3 separate regions of the Mus musculus genome follow, and all the other regions are linked to region 1. Evidence: chromatin contacts called from public promoter capture Hi-C data. All regions are on one chromosome and are shown on one strand. Each heading gives the region's core, a stretch centred on a gene start, on an enhancer-like site or on the middle of the called end of the contact. The rest is flanking DNA. Distances are from core to core; before and after follow the strand shown. Region 1 overlaps Mfsd11 (major facilitator superfamily domain containing 11). Region 2 overlaps Rnf157 (ring finger protein 157). Region 3 overlaps Sec14l1 (SEC14-like lipid binding 1).

Region 1 (3,484 bases), core at 356-2,855:
AGTTGGGTTTTTACCAAAGACGTGGGAACTTCCCCCTTAAGCTGTCTTAGTTTGAGGCTCTGGAAAACTTACCATAGAATGGGGTTTAAATTGGGGCTTTTAGAACTTTTTCCACCGTTGATCTTTTCTTTTTCTTTTTTTTTTTTCTCGAGACAGGGTTTCTCTGTGTAGCCCTGGCTGTCCTGAACTCACTTTGTAGACCAGGCTGGCCTCAAACTCAGAAATCCGCCTGCCTCTGCCTCCCAAGTGCTGGGATGAAAGGCATGTGCTTTACCCAAGAAATTTTTATGTAATTCTATGTTAGTATATAAAATATAGGTAAGCAGGTATACAAAGCTGAGGCTATGGTGACCACACCCTTAATCTCAGCACTCGGGAGACAGAGGCAGGCGGATCTCTGACTTTGAGGCCAGCCTGGTCTAGAGTGAGTTCCAGGACAGCCAGGGCTGATTTTTGTTTTGTTTTTTGTTTGGTGGTGCTTGTTTGTTTACTTGCTTTTGTTTTTGAGACCTGATCTCTGATCGAGCACAGGGTGGTCTAGAGCTCACTGTGAAGCTGAAAGTAATCTCAACCTCTTGACCCTCTCTGTCTCCCAAGTGCTGGGATTACCATTTAATGATTTTGTTTTTAACGTAATTCAAACATCAGTGCTCTGACCCAGTGTGAGATTACACCTGTAATCTCAGTTTGACTTTCAGATGAGCAAGACCTTGTGTCCAAAAAAACCTGCTGTGGTTGGACTGAGGGTGCAGTTGCATACTTGAGTGTCAGCGTTTGCCTAGCAAAAGCAGAGCCATAGGTTGGAGTGCCAGTCTTGGAGTAAGAGTCAGGGGCAACCCAAAACCACAGACTGGAGCGATAGCTCAGCGGTTAAGAGCACTGACTGCTCTTCCGAAGGACCTGAGTTCAATCCCCAGCAACCACATGGTGGCTCACAACCATCTGTAATGAGATCCAATGACCTCTTCTGGTGTGTCTGAAGACAGCTACAGTGTACTTACATATAATAAGTAAATAAATAAATCTTTAAGAAAAGAAAGAAGGTTTTGTGCTCTTCCCAGGGGCTCAGGTTTGGTTCTCAGTACTCACATGGTGGCTCATATGTAGCTCTAATTCTGGGATCCAAAGGCCTCTTCTGACCTCTGCGGGCACTGTATGCATATGGTACAGAGACATACATACCTGCAGCCAAACACCATATGCACCATAATAAAAATAAATCAGCTGGGCGGTGGTGGCACAGGAGGGTCTCTGAGTTTGAGGCTAGTCTGGTCTACAGAATGAGTCCCAGGACAGCCAAGGCTACACAGAGAAACCCTCTCAATAAATAAATAAGCAAGCAAACCAGCCTTTGAAGAAAAAAAAAAACAAAAAACCTAAATGAACAAAAATGAAAACCAGCCTGAGCCTGTCAGAAAGATGCAAGTTTGAGGCCGGCCTTAGCTGCACAAGCGAGACCTTGTCTCAAAAATCACCAACAGCTGCCAGTCACACTGTGTCCCCTGAGTTCTGGGGCTCAGAAGTCAGAGAGCCTGTGTCAGCAATCACAGGGCTGGCAGAAAAAGCAGGAAGCAAGCCACCCTGGTGTCTCCTGCCAGAGTTCTGGTCTCGTGAGGGAGCTGTCACATGATGTAGTCATCTGAAGGCAGCCCTGCAGAGCCTCTGTGTTGGGGAGTGGAAGTGTCTCTGAATTTTGTCAGTGTGTCCTCAGGTAGGGCAAGCTCAGCTGCTATTAGACACAAACCAAAAATAGGAAAAAGCCTGGATGGACAGTTAAACTAACCCTGGTTTTCCCCTCCTAAGGTCTGGAGCTGACCTTCTTCTCTGGGGTGTACGGTACCTGTATTGGGGCCGTAAACAAATTTGGGACAGAAGAGAAAAGCCTCATTGGACTTTCTGGAATTTTCATCGGCATTGGAGAGATTTTAGGTAGGTTGGGTTTTTTTAGTTTAAAAACCTTTCATTCAGAGTCAGGTTGGAAAGCTGGCTCTGTAGGAGTTCAAGGCTAGCCTGGGCAATAAAAGGAGACCCTGCTTCAATTTTAAAAAGGAAGAAGAGCCAGGCATGATGGCTCCTGACTACACTCCTGAGTCTTGAGAGATGGAAGCAGGGTGACTTGAGGAGTTCAAGGTCATCCTTGGCTGTATAATGACTTTGGGTCAGCCTGGGCTGCTTAAGACCTTATCTCAAAAGAAAAGAAAGGAAAACAAAAACATTTTGTTGGCATAAAGATAGAAATTTTAGGTCTCCTTCACCTCTGTCCTGTCCTTGAGTTTCTATCTCCCCTACTTATTTTTATCCAAATGGGTGTATTTTATTTTTCCATCATCACTATTTTTTTTAACTTTTGCTTATTTGTGTGTGTATGCAGGTGTGTGCACACAAGGCCAGTAGAGTGTGTGTGCACGAGTGTATACAGTGGAGGGCATCTAAAGTCCTCTATCACTTTCTGTCATTTCTTTGAGGCAGGGTCCCTCCCTAAACTTGGAGTTGAGATTTCTTGGGTAGGCTGGAAGTCTTTGTGCCCCTGCAGTCTTCTCTGCCCTCCTTGCAGCTGGGCTTGGGTGCTGGGATCAGAGCCCTGGCTAGGGCGATGGCACCCAGGTAGGAGGCGTGCGACTAGTCTGCTGCGGTTAAGCTGTTGTCAGCTGTCACAAATCTGGTTCTGCAAGGTGCTTCAAAGAGAGCCTTATTGCTTCAGGGAACAGCCTGGTTCTCCTGGAATGATTGTTCCCGCTTGGGGTGATGTCATCACAGGGTGAGCTGTCTGTGAGGCTCTGCTGCCTGTACATTTAAGTGGATGGTTAGAAACCCGCTGACACCTTTGTGGGGGTCTAGAAAAGGACGCTCATTGTAAAAGCTGATAGCAAGGCGCTCAGGACTCAAAGATTTGTGCTTGCTTTCAGCCTCAAAGCTGGTTAAGGCAGGTTGGATGCCATCAATTTCCACAGACTCTCATGGAGGCCAATGTGTGTGCAGAACTAAGAGTGTAACCCAGAGAGCAGGACAGCAGAGACTGATGGAAAGTGGGGGGTGGAGGGGTGGGGGGTGGGGTGTTCAGTACGGGGGCAGGCCTCATCCTGCCTTCAGTTTCCTCATGGGCACAAATGAGTCAGCAGGGTTAGATATAGCTCACAGAACTCAGGAAAATTCTAGATCTACCCTGTTGCTTATTAAGAAGAATGCAGGGCTGGTGAGAAGGTTCAGTGGGTAAGAGCACCCGACTGCTCTTCCAAAGGTCCAGAGTTCAAATCCCAGCAACCACATGATGGCTCACAACCATCCGTAACGAGATCTGACTCCCTCTTCTGGAGTGTCTGAAGACAACTACAGTGTACTTACATATAATAAATAAATAAATAAATAAATAAATCTAAAAAAAAAAGAAGAAGAAGAAGAATGCAGGCTAGCAGGATGCTAGGCGCTCCAAGATTGTTCTTCAGAGGGCCTGCACCAGCTGTGTGGGCACGGGGGAGCAGGGCAC
Region 2 (3,484 bases), core at 481-2,980, 480 kb before region 1:
CCGTGTCTACTCTCAGTTTCAGGATGTCCCCCAATCAAACCTAAAGAGCACCCTGGCAAAGCCAGAGGTCAGCTCAGCAGATGGAATTACACACCACATGCTTACTCTCTGAGGGAATGCTCCAGGAGGGCACAGCAATCCTTGAGCCCTTTTAGATCTCAACCAAACCTACAAAGTGCTCCTGGTGATCCACACAAGGGTTCCTGGGCAGAATGTGGGACAGACTGGGTGTGCCTGACCATGACCCAACAGCAGAGTGCTGAGGCTCTGAAGCACGGTGAGGTCAGAAGCTGACTGGCTCCCTGGCAGGCTTGGTAATATTCAACTCTGTGGCTCTGTGCGCCTGCTGAATGAGCGCCGTTCTCATTAGGCTGAAGACAAGATGAGATAACACACATACACTGCCTAAGACAACTGAGCTAGGAAGGGCTCAATACATGTGAGTAGAGAGAGGGAGATGCACGCTACATTCATCCTGTACACTGCTTTCTATTTTAGAGACAGTGTCTCGTGTTATAGACCGGACTGGCCTCACAATGATTCTCCTGCCTCAATATCCCAAGTGCTAGGGTTGTTTGCTCATTTGCTTTTCAAGAGAGGGTTTCTTTGTGTAGCCTTGGCTGTCCTGGAACTCGGTAAACCAGACTAGAATTTAAGTCACAGACATCCTCCTGCCTCTGCCTCCTGAGTGCCAGGATTAAAAGTGCCACCATCACTGGGCCAGAGTGCTAGAGTTATATAGAAATGAGACATCACTGCTGGACTATTTTGGCTTTTTTTTTTTTTTTTTTTTTTTTTTTTTTTTTTTTGGTTTTTCGAGACAGGGTTTGTTTCTCTGTGTAGCCCTGGCTGTCCTGGAACTCACTCTGTAGATCAGGCTGGTCTCAAACTCAGAAATCCGCCTGCCTCTGCCTCCCAAGTGCTGTGATTAAAGACGTGCGCCACCACCGCCCGGCCTATTTTGGCTTTTGAAAGTGTCTCCACATAACCCAAACTGGCCTCAGACTTGACCCCCTCCCACCTCAGCTTCTGAAGTACCACATTATAGGCATGAACCCCATAGCTGACTTAATATGATTTAGAAAAAAAATCTCTAGGGGCTGGAGAGATGGCTCAGAGGTTAAGAGCACTGGCTCTTCCAAAGGTCCTGAGTTCAATTCCCAGCAACCTCATGGTGGCTCACAACCATCTGTAGTGGGATCTGATGCCCTCTTCTGGTGTGTATGAGGACAGCTACAGTGTACTCATACATTAAATAAATCTCTGTTCAGCATTAAACACACACGATGGGTACTACAGAAACCAACATACCAACAAGAACACCAATGTGAATACTCCTCCGGGGTGGGGGTGGGGAGCCTCAGAGTTAAGGTCAAGGCTGCTACCTAGGAATTCAGGAGGAGCTCAGTCACGCAGGGTCCTGCACGGAGATGTAACCGAGGTGACTCACCTGGGGGAAAGTGTGCCATCATAAGTACACCTATATACAAGACGCTTTTGCTTGTCTTCAAGTCATCGTTACAGGCAGAAGAGGCCATCTAAATACACGCACGCACAGACTGGCCTAGAACTTGCTATTTGGCCCACACTCCCCATGAATTCACAGAACTCATCTCAGCACTGTGCTGAGAGACATGCCTCTGCACCTTTACTTAGAAAATTAGTATACAAAGTACTATGGTAGGAGAGGGGTCACCTGGGACAGGATGAGAGCCAGCATTGGCAACCTTCCTGAACACAATTTCTCTGAGTCACTCAGCAGCCCCAAATCTCTAAAGCCGTCCCTAGCCTAAGGAGGGTGTGGGAAGCCGCCCCCACATTCGCCGTCACAAGATGGCGCTGACATCCTGTGTTCTAAGTTGGTAAACAAATAATCTGCGCATGAGCCAAGGGTATTTACGACTACTTGTACTCTGTTTTTCCCGTGAACGTCAGCTCGGCCATGGGCTGCAGCCAATCAGGGAGTGATGCGCCCTAGGCAATTGTTGTTCTCTTTAAAGAGGAAAGGGGTTTCGTTTTCTCTCTCTCTTGCTTTTTCGCTCTCTTGCTTGCTTTTCTCTTTCTCTTGCTTTTCTCTCTCTTGCTTCTTGCTCTCTTTTCCTGAAGATGTAAGAATAAAGCTTTGCCGCAGAAGATTCTGGTCTGTGGTGTTCTTCCTGGCCGGTCGTGAGAACGCGTCTAATAACAATTGGTGCCGAATTCCGGGACGAGAAAATCCGGGACGAGAAAAAACTCCGGACTGGCGCAGGAGGGATACTTCATTCCAGAACCAGAACTGCGAATCACGTTTATAAAGGTTCCCGTAACACAGACTGTTGAGAAGGATTCAACTGCCGAATTCAGAACTCATCAGCTGGGGAACGACGGTGATAAAGGTTCCCGTAAAGCAGACTGTTAAGAAGGATTCAACTGTATGAATTCAGAACTTTTCAGCTGGGGAACGAGGTAAGTCTGATCTTGAACTTTCTAAGGAAATTCAAGACAGTCTATCAGAAGTAAAGTGGAAAATGGCTTTACAAGTTATGTTTGGCCTTAAATTTTTTCTAGTGTTAGAAGCCCTTCTGTTCCTTTTCACATGTTATATAGTGCTTAAGATAGGGCTGAAAATTCTAGAGGAAATTCAGGACAGTCTATCAGAAGTAAAGCGGGGAGAGAGAGTAGGAGCAAGGAGAAACGGTAAGTATACAGGCCTTTCCAAGGGTCTTGAACCCGAGGAAAAGTTAAGGTCAGGTAGGAATACCTGGAGAGAGATTAGAAGAAAAAGAGGAAAAAGGGAGAAGAAAAAAGATCAATTAGCGGAGGTCTCTAGGAGAAGGAGCCTGTGCTCTGAAGAAACAGACTGGGAGAAAAAAGCGGCTCATTATGAAAGAAAAGGATACCAGCCGCCAAGTAAAGTGCTAACTAGTCATTTAAGGAAAAAGCCAAAAGCGGCTGGCGAAGGCCAGTTTGCTAATTGGCCTCAGGGCAATCGGCTACCAGGTGCACTCCCGCCCTATGCGGAGTCCCCGCCCTGCGTAGTGCGTCAGCCCGTAGTGCGTCAGCAATGCGCAGAGAGGCAGTGCGCAGACTCATTCATTCCCCGAGAGGAACAAAGGAAAATAGAACAGGCATTTCCAGTCTTTGAAGGAGCCGAGGGTGGGCGTGTCCACGCTCCGGTAGAATACGTACAGATTAAGGAAATTGCCGAGTCGGTTCGTAAATACGGAACCAATGCTAATTTTACCTTGGCGCAGTTAGACAGGCTCGCTGGCATGGCACTAACGCCTGCTGATTGGCAAATGATTGCAAAAGCCGCTCTCCCTAATATGGGCAAATATTTGGAATGGAGATCTCTGTGGCGAGAGGCTGCACAGGCGCAGGACCGAGCAAACGCTGCTGCTTTAACTCCAGAGCAGAGAGATTGGACTTTTGACTTGTTAACGGGTCAGAGAGCTTATTCTGCTGAACCTGATAAGAGGTATCAATGGAAGGTCTTACCACAGGG
Region 3 (3,484 bases), core at 368-2,867, 260 kb after region 1:
ACTGTGTCAACCCCTGGGCTGTACTTTTGAGTTTGTTAAGATTTATTTTTATTTTATATGTGTATGCGTTTTGCCTGTGTGTCTGTCTGTGTACCATGTGTGTGCCTGGTGCCTGCAGGGTCCAGAGAGTGCCAGATCCCTTGGAATGGAGGGGTGTTCATATATGCTGTCGTGGGCCACCATGTGGGTGCTGGGAACTAAATCCAGGTCCTCTGTAAGACAGCAAGTGCTCTTAACCACTGAGCCATCTCTCCAGCACCATACTGCACATTTAAAAAATTTTTGCTGTAATATTAACCAAAAAAAAAAATGATATAATTACATGCTTCCCAGGAGTGTTTTGTCTTGAGCTTGTTGGCTTAAGGACAGGGTCTGATCTGAGTACTGGGGTTGACGCTTGTGCAGGCCAGCCCAGGTCTAGCCTCATCCCTTACATGGGATAGCCTCAGACTTTGGTGTAGTCATTCCAAGTACAGCTGTGATGTCGGGCTCATCTTTCCTTTCTGTGGTATTGGGGCTCAAACCCAGGCCTTGCCACGCAGCACTGGCTTTCCCGGGTAGCCTGCTGTGGAAGTGAGATGACACAGGAGTGTCCCATGGGGAGAACTGGTGAGCCCTGCCGTTTTGGAGAAATGACTGTGGCAATACAAGAGCTTTCCTCAGGTGGCCCTGCTCCCTCAAGGTTCTGGGCCAGTCTGAACTGCGCTTGACTTCCTGTCTTCTGCTGAGTGTGACTTAAGCCTGAGCCCCCCAGGCTCTGCGAAGCTGCAGACCTATAGCAGTGCACTATGGGAACTGTGCTGGCGCCACCGCCGACTCCACGAGGCTTTGATTCTAGTTCATGACACTAGATAATATTTCCATAGCTCATTGCATTCTTTTATGTGGGCAAGCACATGGCATTTTTAAAGCTGACAGCTGCAGTTCCCTGGAACACCAAATGCTTTCCTGAAGGCCACGGATTATCTTTTACACCGAGAAGTCAAACAGTTCTGCTAAGTGGGGCTTCACCGTGCAGAACGGACGGAGGTGCATTTATGTGCCGTCTGCTCTGTTTGCTCTAGCTTACCTTTCTATTTTTCTCTTTTTAGGTCAGGATCTTTAACCTATGCTGGCCTCCAGCTCCCAGTGTGTGAGACAGTGACCTTGGACTCCCTCCTCACCCTCTGCCTCCACCTCTCAAGTACTAAAGTTGTAGACATATCAAATGCCTGCTGCCACACACGTGGCCTGTGGTGGAGGCCCGGAGTCCTCTGTCCTAGGATTCTAGGAGAGGGTTCTGCCTACTGAGAGAGCTGCCTGCAGCGCTGGTGTCCTCTAACTCTGAGACTATCACTGGTCGTTTATTTTGATAACTGAAGAATGCGTGTCAGCACTCAGAGAGCTCTGGCTTTCCCATGTATCTGGCCAGGCACTGTCGGGCAGCAGTGGCTTGCTGTATTTTTGTGAACAGCAGATAATGCTGGTTTAATAGTTGAAAGCAAACACAAAGAGTGGATTAACATGCTGCTGCTGTGTTAGAGCCAAGTATAGCATGAGCTACTTTGTGGGCCTGAGCTGCGGGACGAGGATTGAAACGGGAAAGTGGTGGGAGGAGCAGTCTGCAGCCTGCTCAGCAAAGAGCCAGGGCTAGGGCCTGTCCGAAGGAGCTGCCAGACTCATGGTTTGTATCCCGGATGAGCTGTCTTCTGCTGGCTGCCACGTCAAGCAAGTGTGTTGTCACTGGAGCTTGTCCTTGTGTGAGGTGTCCCTGCCTTCCAGTTTTCTTGCCTGATTGTTTTTAATGCAGGGTCTGGCCGTGTTGACCAGCCTGGCTCAAGCTCCTGGCTGATGTGTGGTCCTTCCACCTCAGCCTCCGTGAGCAGCTGGGAGTGCCGGTGCCAGCACACGGGCCTCCTCTACTGTACCTGCTTGAATACCATTATAATAAAGGAACTGGTCAATACTTGGGATTGAAGGAATAGTTTCTCTCTCTCTCTCTCTCTCTCTCCCTCTCTCTCTCTCTCTCTCTTTCTCTCTTTTTTTTGTTTTTTTTTGAGACAGAGTTTCTCTGTGTAGCCCTGGCTGTCCTGGAACTCACCCTGTAGACCAGGCTGGCCTCAAACTCAGAAATCCGCCTGCCTCTGCCTCCCAAGTGCTGGGATTAAAGGCATGTGCCACCACTGCCCGGCTATACTTTCTCTTTTAAAGGGGTTCATTTGTTAACTGTGGGTGAGTGTGGCAAGCACCTATAATCTCAGCACCAAGCACGTAGGCTGTGACGATGCAGAGTTTGAAGCCAGTCTGTCAGCCAGTCAGTAACTACTGGAGGGTTTGTACGTGCCCCCAGTGCAGATTCCCTCAGGGATCCATATCAACCAGACCCTTAAACTGGGTTTTGTTTGAAATCAAGCCAGCAATTGGCATTGCAGGGGAGGGGCACGCCCTTGTATTGGTCTGCTCCTGTCCCGATGGAGGTTTGTTGCCTGAGGAATGCTAAACACAGATAGCTGACCTGTGTGTATAGCACTTGGGTGCTGTGGTCCTCAGAGGTTGCTGGACATGGGGAGTTGTCCTCCAATGCATAGCCTAGGCAGGCTTCGATCTTGTAATCCTCCTGCCTCAGTGTTGGGATTACAGGGGTGAACCACCACTTGTGGTCCAAAAGTTTAGAACTCTGAAGAAACTTAGCAAGTATTAACTGTGTAGCAGTGAGGCAAAGGAGGACCATGTGTCACTGGGGGTGGGAAACGATTCCAAGACGGCCCAGTGCACCGCCTTCCGGAATCTGCTGGTTTTCTGGAGAGCCGACACATCTCTTCCCCTTGTGCTGGTTCTCAAGTGTGCAGTGGGCATCAAAGCCGTCTCCACAGGCTGTCTGATGAGCACGTCTGGCCTGGCCTGGCCTGGCGACCAGCCTGGCTTGCTCTGTGGCTGACAGGGAGCCTGCTGCTGAACCAGCTTGTGCAAAGCTAAGAGCAAAGGGGCGGGGGCGGGGGCAGACTGCTGCAAACCAGAGTGGGCCGGCTGCACACAGCCCAAGCTCCCCTCTGCACCTTTAGGCAGTGCACAGTTGCCCAGGGGCCAGTTTAGAGTCTTGCTTTAAGAGACCTTCCGCCGTTTCCCCTGATCTCTTTCCTCCTCAGACCCCTCTGGTCTCACCTGTGCTCTGCTATGCCAGTCAGTGCCCTCCTTCCTCAGCGTCCCTCCTTGGTGTTTCATGGCCCTCCTAGTCTCTGTCTTTTAGGTGGCACAGCATAAGTCAGTCAAGTACCTGCCATGTGTGGGTTTCAGGCTCTAATTTGCCCTCTCATATTACCTCCCGGTTAGTCTTAAGGTAACAGGCCTTAGAGAGGCAGTGAGTGGCATGGATGACGGCCGAGGGGAAGGGCATGGAAGTAGACTTCAGGAACTCAGTGAGGGTCATCATGATACCTTGGCAAGGCTTTGGACCCTGTTGTGCAAGGTTTCCTGGAAGGACTGTTGTCTGAGTACAGCAGTGTGC

The links. Capture Hi-C pulls out chosen DNA fragments and counts their contacts.
Region 2: a contact with region 1 is called in a promoter capture Hi-C map of adipose tissue. The contact joins two enhancer-like sites. A contact is called at or near these places in 2 of 115 datasets of contacts at active chromatin or transcription factors (bone marrow-derived macrophages and memory CD8 T cells) and 1 of 9 other capture datasets (adipose tissue).
Region 3: a contact with region 1 is called in a promoter capture Hi-C map of adipose tissue. The contact joins two enhancer-like sites. A contact is called at or near these places in 3 of 39 promoter capture datasets (embryonic stem cells, hippocampal neurons and liver), 6 of 115 datasets of contacts at active chromatin or transcription factors (the NIH/3T3 cell line, the SCID.adh cell line, bone marrow-derived macrophages and 2 more) and 3 of 9 other capture datasets (adipose tissue, embryonic stem cells and pancreatic islet).

The regions. Positions count from the first base shown.
Region 1 is chr11:116,866,731-116,870,214 of GRCm38.p6, forward strand. Mfsd11 (major facilitator superfamily domain containing 11) reads left to right here. Exons shown (of 13, transcript NM_178620.4): 10 at 1,804-1,929. Among named protein-coding and RNA genes, the nearest start is that of Mfsd11, 14 kb to the left of the region's middle. Within about 2 kb of position 1,606, at least 55 of the 459 cell types and tissues checked have an H3K27ac peak or open chromatin away from gene starts, as enhancers often do. A contact at or near this core is called in adipose tissue and bone marrow-derived macrophages, where this site is marked.
Region 2 is chr11:116,387,606-116,391,089 of GRCm38.p6, forward strand. All of the region lies in intron 2 of Rnf157 (ring finger protein 157), which reads right to left. Among named protein-coding and RNA genes, the nearest start is that of Rnf157, 24 kb to the right of the region's middle. Within about 2 kb of position 1,731, at least 111 of the 459 cell types and tissues checked have an H3K27ac peak or open chromatin away from gene starts, as enhancers often do. A contact at or near this core is called in adipose tissue and bone marrow-derived macrophages, where this site is marked.
Region 3 is chr11:117,126,819-117,130,302 of GRCm38.p6, forward strand. All of the region lies in intron 2 of Sec14l1 (SEC14-like lipid binding 1), which reads left to right. Among named protein-coding and RNA genes, the nearest start is that of Sec14l1, 13 kb to the left of the region's middle. Within about 2 kb of position 1,618, at least 84 of the 459 cell types and tissues checked have an H3K27ac peak or open chromatin away from gene starts, as enhancers often do. A contact at or near this core is called in adipose tissue, where this site is marked.